Linked DNA regions of Drosophila melanogaster: region 2 is linked to region 1. The links are chromatin contacts, called in public targeted proximity ligation maps. All regions are on one chromosome and are shown on one strand. The core of a region is the stretch at or near the end of the contact, and the rest is flanking DNA. Distances in the headings are between cores, read along the strand shown. Region 1 holds the start of Crtc (CREB-regulated transcription coactivator). Region 2 holds the start of CG5535.

Evidence for each region.
Region 2: a targeted proximity ligation map of the Kc167 cell line shows a contact between it and region 1, with 2.9 times the contacts expected there. A contact is called at or near these places in 1 of 107 Hi-C or Micro-C datasets (the Kc167 cell line) and 1 of 7 datasets of targeted methods (the Kc167 cell line).

Annotation. Positions count from the first base shown.
Region 1 is chr3L:17,667,778-17,675,138 of dm6, reverse strand. Crtc (CREB-regulated transcription coactivator) reads left to right here and starts at 5,905. Exons shown (of 2, transcript NM_001300172.1): 1 at 5,905-7,032. CG34251 reads right to left here and starts at 3,517. Exons shown (of 4, transcript NM_001104164.3): 1 at 3,462-3,517; 2 at 1,302-1,488. The coding sequence starts at 1,482. It also overlaps sncRNA:641.
Region 2 is chr3L:17,854,143-17,860,769 of dm6, reverse strand. CG5535 reads left to right here and starts at 3,976. Exons shown (of 5, transcript NM_140762.2): 1 at 3,976-4,124; 2 at 6,063-6,430; 3 at 6,501-6,627. The coding sequence starts at 4,099. CG34002 reads right to left here and starts at 2,296. Exons shown (of 3, transcript NM_001038940.2): 1 at 2,150-2,296; 2 at 969-1,360; 3 at 288-896. The coding sequence starts at 2,296. The coding sequence ends at 383.

The DNA.
Region 1 (7,361 bases), core at 4,656-7,155:
ATCTGTGTTGACAACAAGAGGAGCAACAACAGCATTGGCAACCAGAAGCAACGCATCGGTAAACAAACAAACGACGGCAGCGACAACGCGTGACAAATGACACCAGCGACATCAAATTCCGCTTGCAACGCTTGCTGCAACGGAAACGCTTCAGGCGGTAACTATTTGCTGGGGGCGGCAAGGAATTGAGGATGCGGACCAGTAATGGGGGCTATGGGAGAACCTCAGGGAACTGGAACAGGCAACAAGCGGATATAGCGATTGTCGACTGCCAGCAGCGGAAAAAACAAGGAGAAAGGAGAAGAATGACTAGAAAGTGGAAGTGGAAAAAGAAGAGGGATAATAGTGTCACACAAAACGCTCAGCAAGTGATAAAACTACAGTGTTGACTAGCTACAAGTGGAAAAAAAGTATATAAATATTAGTTGGGAGATTAGGTGTTCAAAGTGATTTGTAGCAGTAAATTAACAGAAGCTGCCGGAGTGGAGTACGATGCTTAGAAAGCAGAAAGTATTTCGCTAAGCGACTTTATATAACTTTTAAGATTTGAATAAAAGCTTTGGCATACTTTAATTTGAGTATTGCTTCGCTGAGAAAGGTATTTCATAAATATTCCATTTGCTACTTAGCCAGAGTCCACATTTCAGTGGCATTCATGCTCGGTTGAGTGCCAACGTTTCGCTGCAGCTGCTCTTGACTGTCTTGCTGTCCCCAAAACGCCCCCTCAGCCCCTTGTTGGCCCATTTAAGCTCCCCGTCGCTTGGTTCTCAGCTTCTTGAAGAGTCGTGGTGAGCTCAGAGGCAGTGACACTTGAGTTATTTTCGGGTTCTCAGCGGAATAGGAATCCGAATGGGAAAAGCTCAGATTGCGAACAGGCACAACTAAGTGAAGGTGGAAAGCGAAATACCAATTAAGAATGCGTTGACATTCCCACTTGGCGTACTCCACGCCCTAGAATTCCCACTCCACCTGGCAATTCAGCGCAGACCACAGTGCGTATGCGTGATAAACAACGCTAATTGGAAAACCAAGAGAGATATAGAGTCTCAAACAGAGGACAGTGATGGCAAGATTGAAAATCAAACATTGTGTTGTGCGATTACAGTATAAACATTTAGATCCTTTCACAAAATGCACAAACTTGTGCAATAATAATGATATTAAGTTTACCATACATGGTATACCTTTCAGTACTAAATGTTTAATGCTATGTTCAAATTGAATTGAAATTCCTTAAAGGCTACAATCAACTTCTTGCAGAGACAATCAGACTTGCAGCACTGATGACTAACGAAGCTCACCTGACGCAGGCACTGCAGCCAGGACTCTTTGTCCCGGCGAGAGTCCTAGAACATCCATTCTCGATTCAGGTCCTGCAGCTCCTCTCAGTTCCTCCGGTAATGAAGCAAACACCGACGCCATCAGGCACAAGAATATATATAGCTGCAGACGCGGCTGGGAACTTCCACTGATTCCAGCCATCCTGGGCTGCAACGAAGGATTAGAAAATTTGCTTTCAATTCAGGCGGCATCAAGTTATTAATACAATGAACCGCCTCCTTGGCAAGACCATTGTGCGAAGGAGCACGATCTCGACCGGGGTGCAATGCAATTGTCTGGCGCATAAACTACAAAACAAAGGCTTCAAGTGGGCACACAATTTCCATGAATTGCCCTTTTGAATGGCCTTTATTCCGTCAATTTATATGAAAGACAATCGGATGAGCGAATATACACAGTATACTTGCAACATTGCTCATTAATTTTACTTGGCGTGATTGTTTTGAGAAACATGAGAAACCAAAAATTAAAACAGGGTAACAACTTTTTGCTCTTTCAGAGTTAGTAAGTAAGCACGTTAATCAGAATAAGCAAACGTTAATCAGAAAATTGGTTATGCCGCTCTAATCTGGTACATTTGACCCCACTTTCTCTAAGACGAGAGTGACAACCAGCATAGATTGGGTGCCATAGTTGTCATTGCCGCTCCAGAGAGTGAAACTCTCTTCGCCTATGTACCCTGCTCCATTTCCTCCGACAAGCAGACAGACAAGCACAATGGAAAATGGGGAAAATCCTTTTTACTCAGACAGCGAAGGCGGCTTCGCATCGACAGCCATTGTTGGGCGCCATCAATTGGTCGATTTGAATGGCGGCGGTCAGAGATTTATGAGATGCACAAGCTCCTAGTTACGCCAAGTATTTGGCTTAAAAATAATTTGCACGTAGAAAACATTTAAACATTTTTTATTTATTTGAACAAGTTACTGGTACTATAGTTTTCTTTAAGTGCAGTAAATTCTCCAAGTATTTGGCAACAATTAAGCAGCTTAAAAAGCATTACCACCATTCACTTTTGCCATCTTCTCGCTTAACGCGCCATTTAATGAGTGGGTGAAAAACTGAATGAAAAGCAGCCACTGTCAATGGGATGTGTGGCTGGGAAAATGAGCGTAAATGCACAGACGAAACAAGGAAAACATGCCGGGAGGAAAACCTCTCCTTTGCACTCCGTCGTCCACTTCCTCTGTTTAAAGCCACTCTTGATTGTCTATCTGCAACTGGTATTTTGTCTTTGTGGCCTCGGAAAACAAACGAACAGGGAGGGGGAAAAAGAAACATTTTCTGGGGGAAAACAGGAGCTTCGGCAAACAACAAAAGATAATGAGCCTCAATAGGTGCACAATGCTCAGAAAGGACCAAAATGGTAGTGAACCTAATTTGTCTGTCCTAAGTTTAAAATTGGCAAATTAACAGATAACATAATACGAGTAAAAAGTGAAATCTGTGTAGATTTGTAGTTCTTGAATGTCCAGCTTATAATTGAATACATAAGTTTTAAGATTGTCTTTCTATATACTATTTACTATTTATGTTAATATTTATGTTAACTATATAAAATTCTTACGACTTAATAACCAGAAGTATTACCTCTCTTAGTCATGATTTTTGTTCGAAAATATCCGCGGTTAAATAGATTAATTCCAAGTAAACTAAATTACTTTAAAAATACCTGATAAATTTAAGCAACTTATCTGTATTTAGATTTGCTTTCTAAGCAACCACATGACAACGCCACGTAAAATTGTTGACAATCCTAATTCAGTGAAAAACCCGAAAAGCTTACCAATAAGCACACAAAAAAGCCAGAATCAACACACTCAACTTTGGAACATTTAAAGCACTTGAATAAATAACACAGGTAAGTAAGACCAATAAACGCTTGTTCATATAAATTGAATGCTAAATATTTTTAGCAATTAAATTGCCATTCGACGGAAACAATTGTATTTGACTGCCTTGTCAGTTGCAGATTCTCCGTTTCCAATTTCGTCGATTAGTATTTGTTTGCCGGCTATCTTGGAAATAACATTTAATTTCACAGCTGGCTATCTTTTTATTACACGTTCCGCTCAGAATGTAGTATATATAGATATCTGTATATATATATATTTATGTACCGTTTAATGCTGGGCCAATTGGTCGTTGATTTTAATGGTTACCGCTGCCGAAAAATGAAATCACTCGACTGAACCACACAGAATTCGAAAGGCAGAACCAAAGACAAAAAACACATTGATTGAAATCTGAGAAATCAATTCGCGAATATTGCCATATAGAGTCAAGTGTTTCGGTGCGGGGGCGATGGAATGATATCAGATGATAACAAGCCAGCGAAACCATGATAATTTCGTCTATGCCGCTGGGTTCAAAGTTCACAAGAGTGAAACGACGAGCTTGGAGTAGTTGAAAATTAATATGCGTTAAATGCGCAGAGTTGTTTGTCTAATTAACCACCAACAGTCCTTGAGATTGCGATTGTTCGGAAAGCGAAAATAAAATTGATAATGGTGAAGAGCAGGGCCCATAATGGGTAATGTTTAGTCGAAATATCCATTAACAAATTGGAATCGAGTAATTGGAGCCTTAGGTAATTATAGGATTGAATAAATGAGTATATCACTTGGTTCAGGTAAATATTATAGAAAATTTCAATTAATTTACATTGTATTTTATCCCTAACTGGCATACTAAAATTTGAATTTAAGCTACCTATTATGATGGTTTCCTCATATTATATTTCATTTCATATCTATATCGTATACACTTTAATTAAATAAAATATGACTACCAATATATTATTTCCTCGAATCCAATGCTTCGAATTGTTCCTGAGAACCCCTAAATCGAAATTAACTTCAATTAAGTGTCCAAGCTCATTGGAAGAGCTTACCCACTCTTTATGCCATAAAACGTGCTGTAGGAAAATGTTTGGACAAAAAGCCCTAGTAAAGGCAGAGGAGAAATCGGCTTAAGCCCACCCACTGGCGCCCACTAATTCATTTCAATAATTGAGCACCTTTTCGTGGCTGTTTTTTATGGGAGGAAGTGGGCTAGTGGGCGCTCTATTAGTTTTGACATTCATTTGACAGTTTGATGAATGAATTAAGCGCACAAAGGGCGCAAATATTTATGAAAGAATTTGGAATAAATGCACGAAACGAATGGTAACAGAGAAGTTTAAGGAACAAGGAAAAAGGCAAAAAAGGGGCAAATATTTTGAATAGGAATGAAAGAAAAAAAACAGGAAATGTTCTGAGAGATTTCTATCGCTTGCACACAATTTACCTAGTACCTCCTACTTCTTCCAACTTCTCGGCCTTATTCTTGGCCCTCATTTTTATTTCTCCATTTCCTTGTCGGCCCTTAAATGTCTTCGTAACCCCGAGGCCGCCAATTTGCTACCAATTCCTGCTTCAAGTGTCTGCGAGAAGAAAAATTTTCTCCATTCGCGGGAACGAAAGAGAAAAAGAGAGCGTTTGGCAGATTCGTATCGTGGAAAACAATTTTAAATGGCGCACACAAAATGCCGGAAACCAGACACAAAATGTTAACGGAAAGGGAAACAGACGTTTACACACACACACAACAGACACCCGCACGCACACACGCGAACGCAAAAGCCCATTTGAATGTGTTGGTTGATGCAATTTAAGCGCCCAAAAACGAAATCCAAATCATTTTTGATGATTTATCTTAGCTTCTAATGGGCATATTAAATTGCATTTCATTTTATATGATTGCTCCGCTCATTTAATATGATGGATTAAGAACTTTTGAATTTAATATACATTAATTACGCTTGCAGAATAACTAATGCAACCACACAATTTGCTTTGTCAAAGTCAACAAAACGGAGAGTTTGAGACAGCATATTAATAATAAAATTTGTGTATGCCTTTTTAATGTAAGTTATTTATTTCCATGGAATACAACACATATAATAAATGTAAATTATATAATTACTATTTAATTATATCAAATCAATATTTATTTTTAAAATTCCGTTGCGAATCTAAATTAGCGGAGACACCATACCATATATTGGACTAAATGACAAGACACCTTACCAAGCGACTAAAAGTGAGGACTCGAACCGATTGCACGGCGATTAACATCGAAACCCAAGATATAATATTTTCAAAAATATATTTCCCTTTAAAAAAACAAACGTTCTGTTTATTCTGTAAATATATATACCTTACATACAAATGCAGTAATCTGATTAATACTGACAATTGATAATTAACTTATGTTACATATCATATTGGTTTAGCCCACTTTATCTTTCATCAGTAAAAAGTAAACTTTGATTAGTTGTTACGCTCTTAGCTGTATTTTTTATTTAATATGATGCACTTAAAAAATGACTTGAATATCATATACGTGCATTTAAATAAAGTAGAAATGACAGCCCTGGCTTTAAATATCTGGTGGAAATTCCCACACATCACCTGTTCGCTGTTCAGCAATGTATTTTGTCTCAACCAAATTCTGGCCACACTGCATGGCTGCCAATTTCAAACTCGATAGCCGATATCTTCCTAGTATCGGAGAACGATGGCCCCGATAGGTTCATACCAATACACCTCCTGATATCGAAGAAGCAGAGGAAAATATGAGAAAAAGTGGAAAAATAACAAAACAAACGTGGAAAAAACGTTGAAAAAGGCGACGCGCAATTGCTGTACAAGTGCACGACTAACACGCGATTAAAACGGCGTGCGAGGAAAAGCGGAAAAACCACAGAACAAAGCGAAAAAGTGAAGAGCCATCACAGCGACGAAGATGAGCGAAGAAGAAGAAGCAAGGCAGCAGCAGCAGCAATAATAAGTTGTTCTCTGTGCGAGTGAGAGAGTGCAGCAGAGCAAAATAGGGGCATAAAAAACGCGAAATAAACGAAAATAAGAATACGAGATTGCTGCGGAGTGAGTGTGCACAACAGTAGAAGTCCCGTTGCCCGCAAAAATCCACAGTCCCGCGTGTCAGTGTGTGTGCGCGCGTGTGTCCGTGTGTTGGTGAGCTTTTCCATTGGTGTGCGAAAAACAAAAGCCAAAAAATCGGGGCAAAGAATATATAGAAATCAAGGAAATGCAATATAGAATCGGCCGACGCCGCCGCTTTTGCTGCGTGCTGTAATCCCAATTGGACACCCAATTAGAGGCACACTCGTCCGCCTAGCAGTGTGTGTGTGCGTGTGTCTGTGTGAAAAGAGGTCAAAGGCGCAACGAAAGTTTTTCACTTTTCATGCGGTAACCAAAAAAATAGCGCAAAAAGTGCCAACCAGCTGAGAGCGCAAAATAAAAAAAAAACAACGTCGCAGTTTTGCGTTAAAACAATAAACCTCTCGAAGTGTGCGTGCGCGTGCGGCTGTGTGTGTGTGTGTAAGAGCGAGTAGAAATAACACAAAAAAAACAATCAGTTGTTAAAATAATCCCCCAGCAAACCGATTTTTGGATTTAACAACTCTCGGCTCGCAAACAACTCAAAATCAAATCTGGTTTTATTAAGCGACGCAAAAAACACAAAAAAATAACGCAAAAGGTCATAACAATAACAACAAATAAAAAGCGCCAAAAACTTAATTCTTCTATATGAGATTTTAATCAAGCAAGAATCCAATTTGCATAGCACAAGAGCGACAGAGAGAGCAAGAGATCCAATCGGAGTTAGCGGCGAACGAGAGAGAATGTAAGTTACGCCCTCGCCCGCCCCCTCTTTGCAGTTCGTTTTGTTTTTGCCGCCTCTTTGCTTCACACACGTTTCTGCAAATCGCTTTCCCCCTCCCTCTTAGTTTTCTTTTCAACTGTTGCGGTTGCGCCGCGCGATAAATAAACAAACATCGAAATTATTCAAAAATTCCAAGGAACGCGAGTGGCTATAAAAAAAACTGCTGATAAGGGTTTCCCAGGAGTGTCTCCCCGTGTCGAGGGGAGAATGATAATGGGAGAGAGATATGGAAGGATAAGTGGGGAGAAGAAGGAACAACGAGAGAACAAATGGGCCATTCACACTCAAAA
Region 2 (6,627 bases), core at 2,727-5,226, 190 kb before region 1:
AGGAAAGGTCTTGGCGTTAGTACCTGTTTTCGCCGTGATGCCAGACCGGGCTTCAGTGTGGGCGCCACATATATAAGCTAGAAAGTTTAGAGTACTTTCAAAAATGTTGAGTACGTCGTAAGAGCTTAAAGGATCCAGTATCTGATAGTCGACTAAAACATGCTTTCTTGTTTTATTGTAATGTACTTTACTTGTCTACACAGATAACAATTCCGTTTCATTTGTAAGCGGCAAATATTAAAATGACACAAAACATATTTCTAGAGTAAAAATATATTTAATTATTTATCGTATTATCTGTAGATTGTGTTTTTTATTTTATTTTAGCCCTAATTTTCATTTTATAAATTTATTGATACATAAGTCGAATTTATTCACCACCTTAATAATCTCCGCCACCACCGCCATCACCACCATCATCACCTTCACCACCATCATCACCACCACCACCACCACCTCCATCACCGCCACCACCACCACCACCTTTACCGCAACCCACAATTGCATTCCAAGCATTCTTCACCCAGCCCCAAATTTTTTTACCCCAATTCCAAAGCCACCCAAAAGTTCTGGGTTGCGTTTGTCTATTCAACATGCTCCTGATTAGTGATGTAGTGTCGTTGGCAGTTATTGTTTGGAATAGTTCAGAGTGCATGCAATCTTTCACAGGTTCAGTGTCATTGCATAGATTTTGGAATTTTCCATTAATCCCAGTGGTGCAATATACTCCCGGTTTTCCGGAATACTCATAAAGAAGCGAGTTCTTCTGGGGTGAACAGCTGTACAGACAGGCTAGCCATTGATGGGTCCATCCGCCTTTTTCGATACTGGCTATGGCACAGCCCAATCGGTTACTAGGGCCAACGATCATCCTTAGGAAATGCCCAATCTCCTTCCTGAAACCGATAAATGTTATTTATTTAAATATTTATATTTAAATGAAAACTAAAATTACAATTAAAGCTTACTTAGCTGTGGACAATCCATCAATTAGACTGGATGAAGAAACGTGCTTGTACTGATCATACCATGCGTTCAGCTGAGATCGAACTATCCGGAATGTATCTTCCTTCGCCTTGAACTTGTTATATACCGCATGGTAGCTTGGAGACGAGAACTCTTCCGTGGATATGCAGTGGTCTGTGGGTTGGAGATCGCATCGCTTTACCAAGATTGTAGCCAAAAGAGCCAATTCGTGGTCCCACTTCAACTTGAGCATACGAGCTGCAATGGGTAGCCTGTGCATTTGACCCCCGGCCACAATATCGCGATATGTGTTGTGATGGTTTAGAATTAACTTTTTTATATGCTTGGGTACGTCAATGATTTTTGGATCTTTTCCGCACTTTGGTGACCAGCTCTGCAATACAAAAACAAGAGAGAATACTATAGCCGAATTCCCCGACTATCAAATATCCTTTACTCAGCTAGTGTGAATGCGAAGGCGAAAATTCATAATTTTTCTGGGATATCGATAGATATTGGAGAACAAAATGAGGAAAAACTTAAAAATTGTTTAAAAGTGAACGTTTTGGTCGTTTTGTAGGTGTAGGGAGGGGCCTGGTCGAAGTGTTTTTGGTATACCGATAGAAAATGACAAGACAAACAATAAAACGAAGAAAAAACTAAACAGATTTGAAAAGTGTGGATTTGTGGGCGTTGGAGTAGATGCGGCAACATGGGTTTGTGGGCTATATAATGGGTTTAAAAAATTGCACATCGTGGGCGTCACTAGAATCTGCATGTCCAATTTAACTTTCTAGTTTTTATGGTTCCATATAGTATAGCGTTCATACGGACAGACGGACATGGTCAGATCGACTCGATATTGATCCTGATCAAGAATTTATATACTTTATACGGTCGGAAATGCTTACAAAATGCTTGCTTTTACTAAACGAGTAACGGGTAAGAAATTGGGATGTGTAACTTAACGCTAGCTTACTAAAAAAATGCTTATATAATAGCATAGTAATAGGTACAGAATCCAATTCAAATTGGTATTAGCTAACAACAAATTTTCAAATCTTTAGATAACAACAGCCATATTGCTAAAGAGATTTGAAAAAATCCAAACCCCGACAGAATTAGCAACGCCCTTTATGAGAAGAATGAAATTACGTTGTTGTTTCCAAACTATTATTCTTACCCCACTGTTATTGCAGCCAATATGTGGCAGTTTTTTATCCGCTGGGCAGTTTTTTAAATGACAATAGTTGGTTTCTGGCAGCAGAAAGACCAAATTCAGACCGAATAACAACAGCAACCCGGTTGCAACGCAAGGACCACTCCACATCTTCACAATTTTTTTGAAACTGAGCGTGTTGGAGATTATTCGATGTTAAAATTAGTTTAGATTATTAAATTAAGCTTGGCTCATTATAACCAAGTGTGACTGAACAGCGTAAAGGTTTGGTTTTAAAACTTCCATGACGAAACATTAAGATCCGTTAAATATTTAGCGAATACAATATTTTAGCCATAGTGGGCGCCATATATTTTTTTTTTAGCAACTGCAATAGAATCAGATTAAAATTGCTTGTCTTCGTACTCATAATATACAAATTTGAGCAAACTTATTTGATCTATGTTTGTACACGCATACATGTACATATACACATAAATACACATACATACACACATATATATGAGTCATTCAATCAGTGGTATCGCTTCACCAACTGATTAGCAACGCAAAATGTGACTTTAATTGTAAATAAATCATAAGACTCTATTTGTTGATTCATGGGAAAGTAATTTCTTCTGCACAGAGTGCTTTCTACTCGTTACTCGTGTAAATATACATTATTATACTTTATATACACGAGTACAATACACACTCTATTAGTATATATTATATATTATTATATTATATACCACTGCGTTGAATGTATTAATATCGTCAGCATAACTAGCTCATTGAGATTCAAAGAAGTCTATATTAGTATAGCAATGTCTAGCCAAACTAGTTTTAATTTTAAAGATACATAGATATCTGCGTGAAATTTTTCAAAATGTCTTCTTTCTATTGCATGTGGTGCATACATATGTATGTAAGTCGAAACAGCCCGGATCAGATTACTTTATTATAAGTACATTAGAAATAATGAAAAAATAAATGTATAACAACATTAACTTCTGTTGTTTTTGATCATATAGTGTTTTTATTTAAAAATTAAAATATACGTGTAAATATTTTTCAGCCCTAAATTATGTGAACAAGATAACAATAGGCGGTGTTTCTTGAAACGTTCTAAGAAACTCTGTTAGGGGTGGACAAGGGGCTGATGAAATAGAAGTGGCTATGTAGTAAGCACATTAGAAAGGCCAAAAAGAGAGCCAACAAGACAGAGAGCGGTTATAGTGCTTTTTACCGGCTAAATTAGGGCTGCCATTCTACTGCGTTGAATGTATTAATATCGCTTGCATATCTAGCTCATGGAGATTCGAAGAAGTCGACTACCCGGATTCTCTCCCGACCATCAAACGCAAATAGTAAATGATCATGGACGTAGCGCGAAGGATGTAAAATAATGCAATATTATTACTTAATATAATTTATAGCTTCTTATTGTGAAGGTCAAAAAATATTAAATATCAAAATTTTAACCCACAACAAATTCTTACAACAATACGATATGAATAGAGTGAATAGAGAGATATAAATGACTACTTAATAAACAAGAGCTAAATAATTCAATTATATTATACAAATTATATTTGAACTACTTAAAAGTTATCCGAAAAACTTGTTCGTTTAATAAAAATCAAGGAAATGCATGGAAAGTTTTTCAAAGTTTTAAAATCCAATATATTTTTAGGTGTCTAAAATAGAGGTTTCAAGTTGGGCTTGCAGCAACACTTATTTAAAATGGTTCAACGAGGTGCAAACCCCTTTTGACTGCGGCCATGGCAAATGAGAGAATGGAGAGAGCGGCAGCTGCACTGGCAATGTGCCTGTGTTGCGTGGAAAAGTGATTTTATGACCAAAACACATGGTTTGCGGCAGAATGGTTATGTGAAGAACGGAAAGCGGCCGCAAATTGATGAGCGGTACATTATTAATTGAATTTAATCAAATCGATTCGCATGACAGCAATGGAGGAGTTCGCCGAGTACTATGGGTGAGTTCTTTGAGATGTGAAGTGTGTGTGTGTGGGGCTTCAAGAACACGCATGCAACAAGTGTCTAAAATTAGCGTTAAATGCAATCAAACACGGTGGCTAATTTTAGCCACGATTTAGCACCCACTTCTCGGCCACACGACGTGAATCGGCTATTCCCTATCAGCTGAGTTGCGTATAAACAATGGCCAAATCTCCATCTCCACGCGGCCATGTGAATGAAAAGCTCAAACAAAGCGAAATTAGTAGTGCCGTACGAAAGCAAAACCATCCAGGAGGTATCAACACCCCAACTAAAAAATGCCCTGTGGAGCGTGTTTATCCTTTTCACAAAGGGACGAAAAGTTCAGCTGCTGGTTTTGGCGCGTAAAAATTCCATTTAAACTGGACGCAATTGAGTATTTCTATTACTTTGTACTGGGAAATAATACTTCATTTAAAAAATAAGTCATACTAAGAATATATAGAAAATTTAAAAAAAAAACCTTTGTTCTCAAGTCGCGTTTCTTATCTTGTGAAGGTTCTTTAAGATATCAGCAACTTTCTAATGTGTTAGATGGATGGACTATTAATTGACAGTGCGTGTCAAAGATGTAAAGTGAACTGATCCTAAAATTTAGCTACCCTGCTACTTATTTAATGACGACAAACAGTTTCCACTATTCGAACCGCTAATCGAACGCGACAATTCATTAGGGCTTGTGGTAAACTTGGCCCATCGACCTGACAAGTCATCCGATACTCGTACTTCATATTCAGGTGGAGATGGAGGTGGGTAACGGGTTACCAATTAGCGTTATCAGCGTCAGAGGCGCGATTCCACCACAGTTGTGTCTGACCTGAGGATTCGAGAGCTTCTGTCCGGCTGGAACTCACCACGATCCCCGGAGCCGTGGAACCGATTCGCTATTTAATGGCACTGGCGTGCTTCACAAACGCTCAGAAATAAGTGGAACGTTTCCCGGCGCTATACGCAACTCGATACAATTCCAAACTGCGAATTCGAATACGCAAACTCAATTAAGAGGCAACCAGATACAGATACGATTGTTATTTGCCCACTCAAGTATTTGAAACTCGACTCCACCCTTGGAAACATAGAATGGCTGGCAGTTTGTGATATTTTGTGAAATATAGATTCAAAGGGGATAAATTACAAAATAAAAAAAAGTAAATTTGTGTTAAAGGATCTGACTAGTTCACTAATAAACAGGTGAGAAAACGATAAATACAAATATAAATTTTCAAACACATTTTAATCTTTTATCGAGAATTGAAAAAGAGTTTATTAGTTTTGAAAAATAGTTTAGATTGAGATCTAAAAATAAATGTTTTTGCTTACTTGTCCGTTTTTTGTTTTTTTCTGTTTGTGACAGTTTTGTGTGATAAAAGTAAAGAACTCATTTTTTAATAAACTTTATTTTTTATATTAATTATTTTCACCTATGCTAACGGAAATAGATTTAGAAAACTTGAAGGATTTTCATTTTCAAATTTCTGAAACCTTATCAAATTTGCATCTGAACAGTTTGACAAATTCCTAGTTTCTTGAGCGTTGTCTTAGCTGAGGCACTGCACCTTGGAATAACTTTGTGTGGAGATATCCCCTGTGAGTCATTGGTAATAATCCCCGATGATCACAAGACTCCAATTTAGATCAGCTTCGACTCGACTTGGCGGCTGTAAAACCGTTGTCTACATTCGCACATTAACGGACGCCCACTAATTTTCTTATGGCCCGATCCATAAATCCAACTCCGCACAATTTCTTAGCCCACCTACCATCACAGGCACTTTCCACAAATTGCGAACGTGTTAATATGTGGGTTCTGTAAACATCGAAAATACGGCGGGTTATTATTGCACGGCTCAGCAGAAGCCCTAAGCCCCAATTGCACACTTACCCATTATAATAATTGTTTAATGAACATATTCCAGAATGCCCAGCTGGAGCGTGACGAATGCGTTTCGCGTGCTCACACGCAAAAAGCCCCTGGAGGACTCAAATGAATCCAAATTGGCCAAGGTCTTATCCGCCTTCGATCTTACCGCCCTGGGAATCGGATCGACGTTGGGTGTAGGCGTTTACGTCCTAGCTGGCGAAGTGTCCAAGCAATATGCCGGTCCAGCCGTGGTCGTAAGCTTCCTCATCGCTGCCATCGCCTCGATTTTCGCCGGGCTGTGCTATGCGGAATTCGGAGCTCGGGTTCCAAAGGCGGGATCGGCGTACATCTACAGCTATGTGACCATTGGCGAGTTTATCGCCTTCCTCATCGGCTGGAATCTCATTCTCGAATACGCAATTGGTAAGTTTTCAATTGGAGACGACGACGTCTGATTGATTTGATTTAATTGCCCAATATTCGCTCTCCCTAGGCTCTGCCAGTGTCGTCAAGGGTTTAAGCACCTATCTCGATCAGCTTTGCGGCAATCCGATGAGCAGTTTCCTGGGCACCCACATGCCCCTCAACATCGAGGGAATGGGTGCCTATCCGGATCTGTT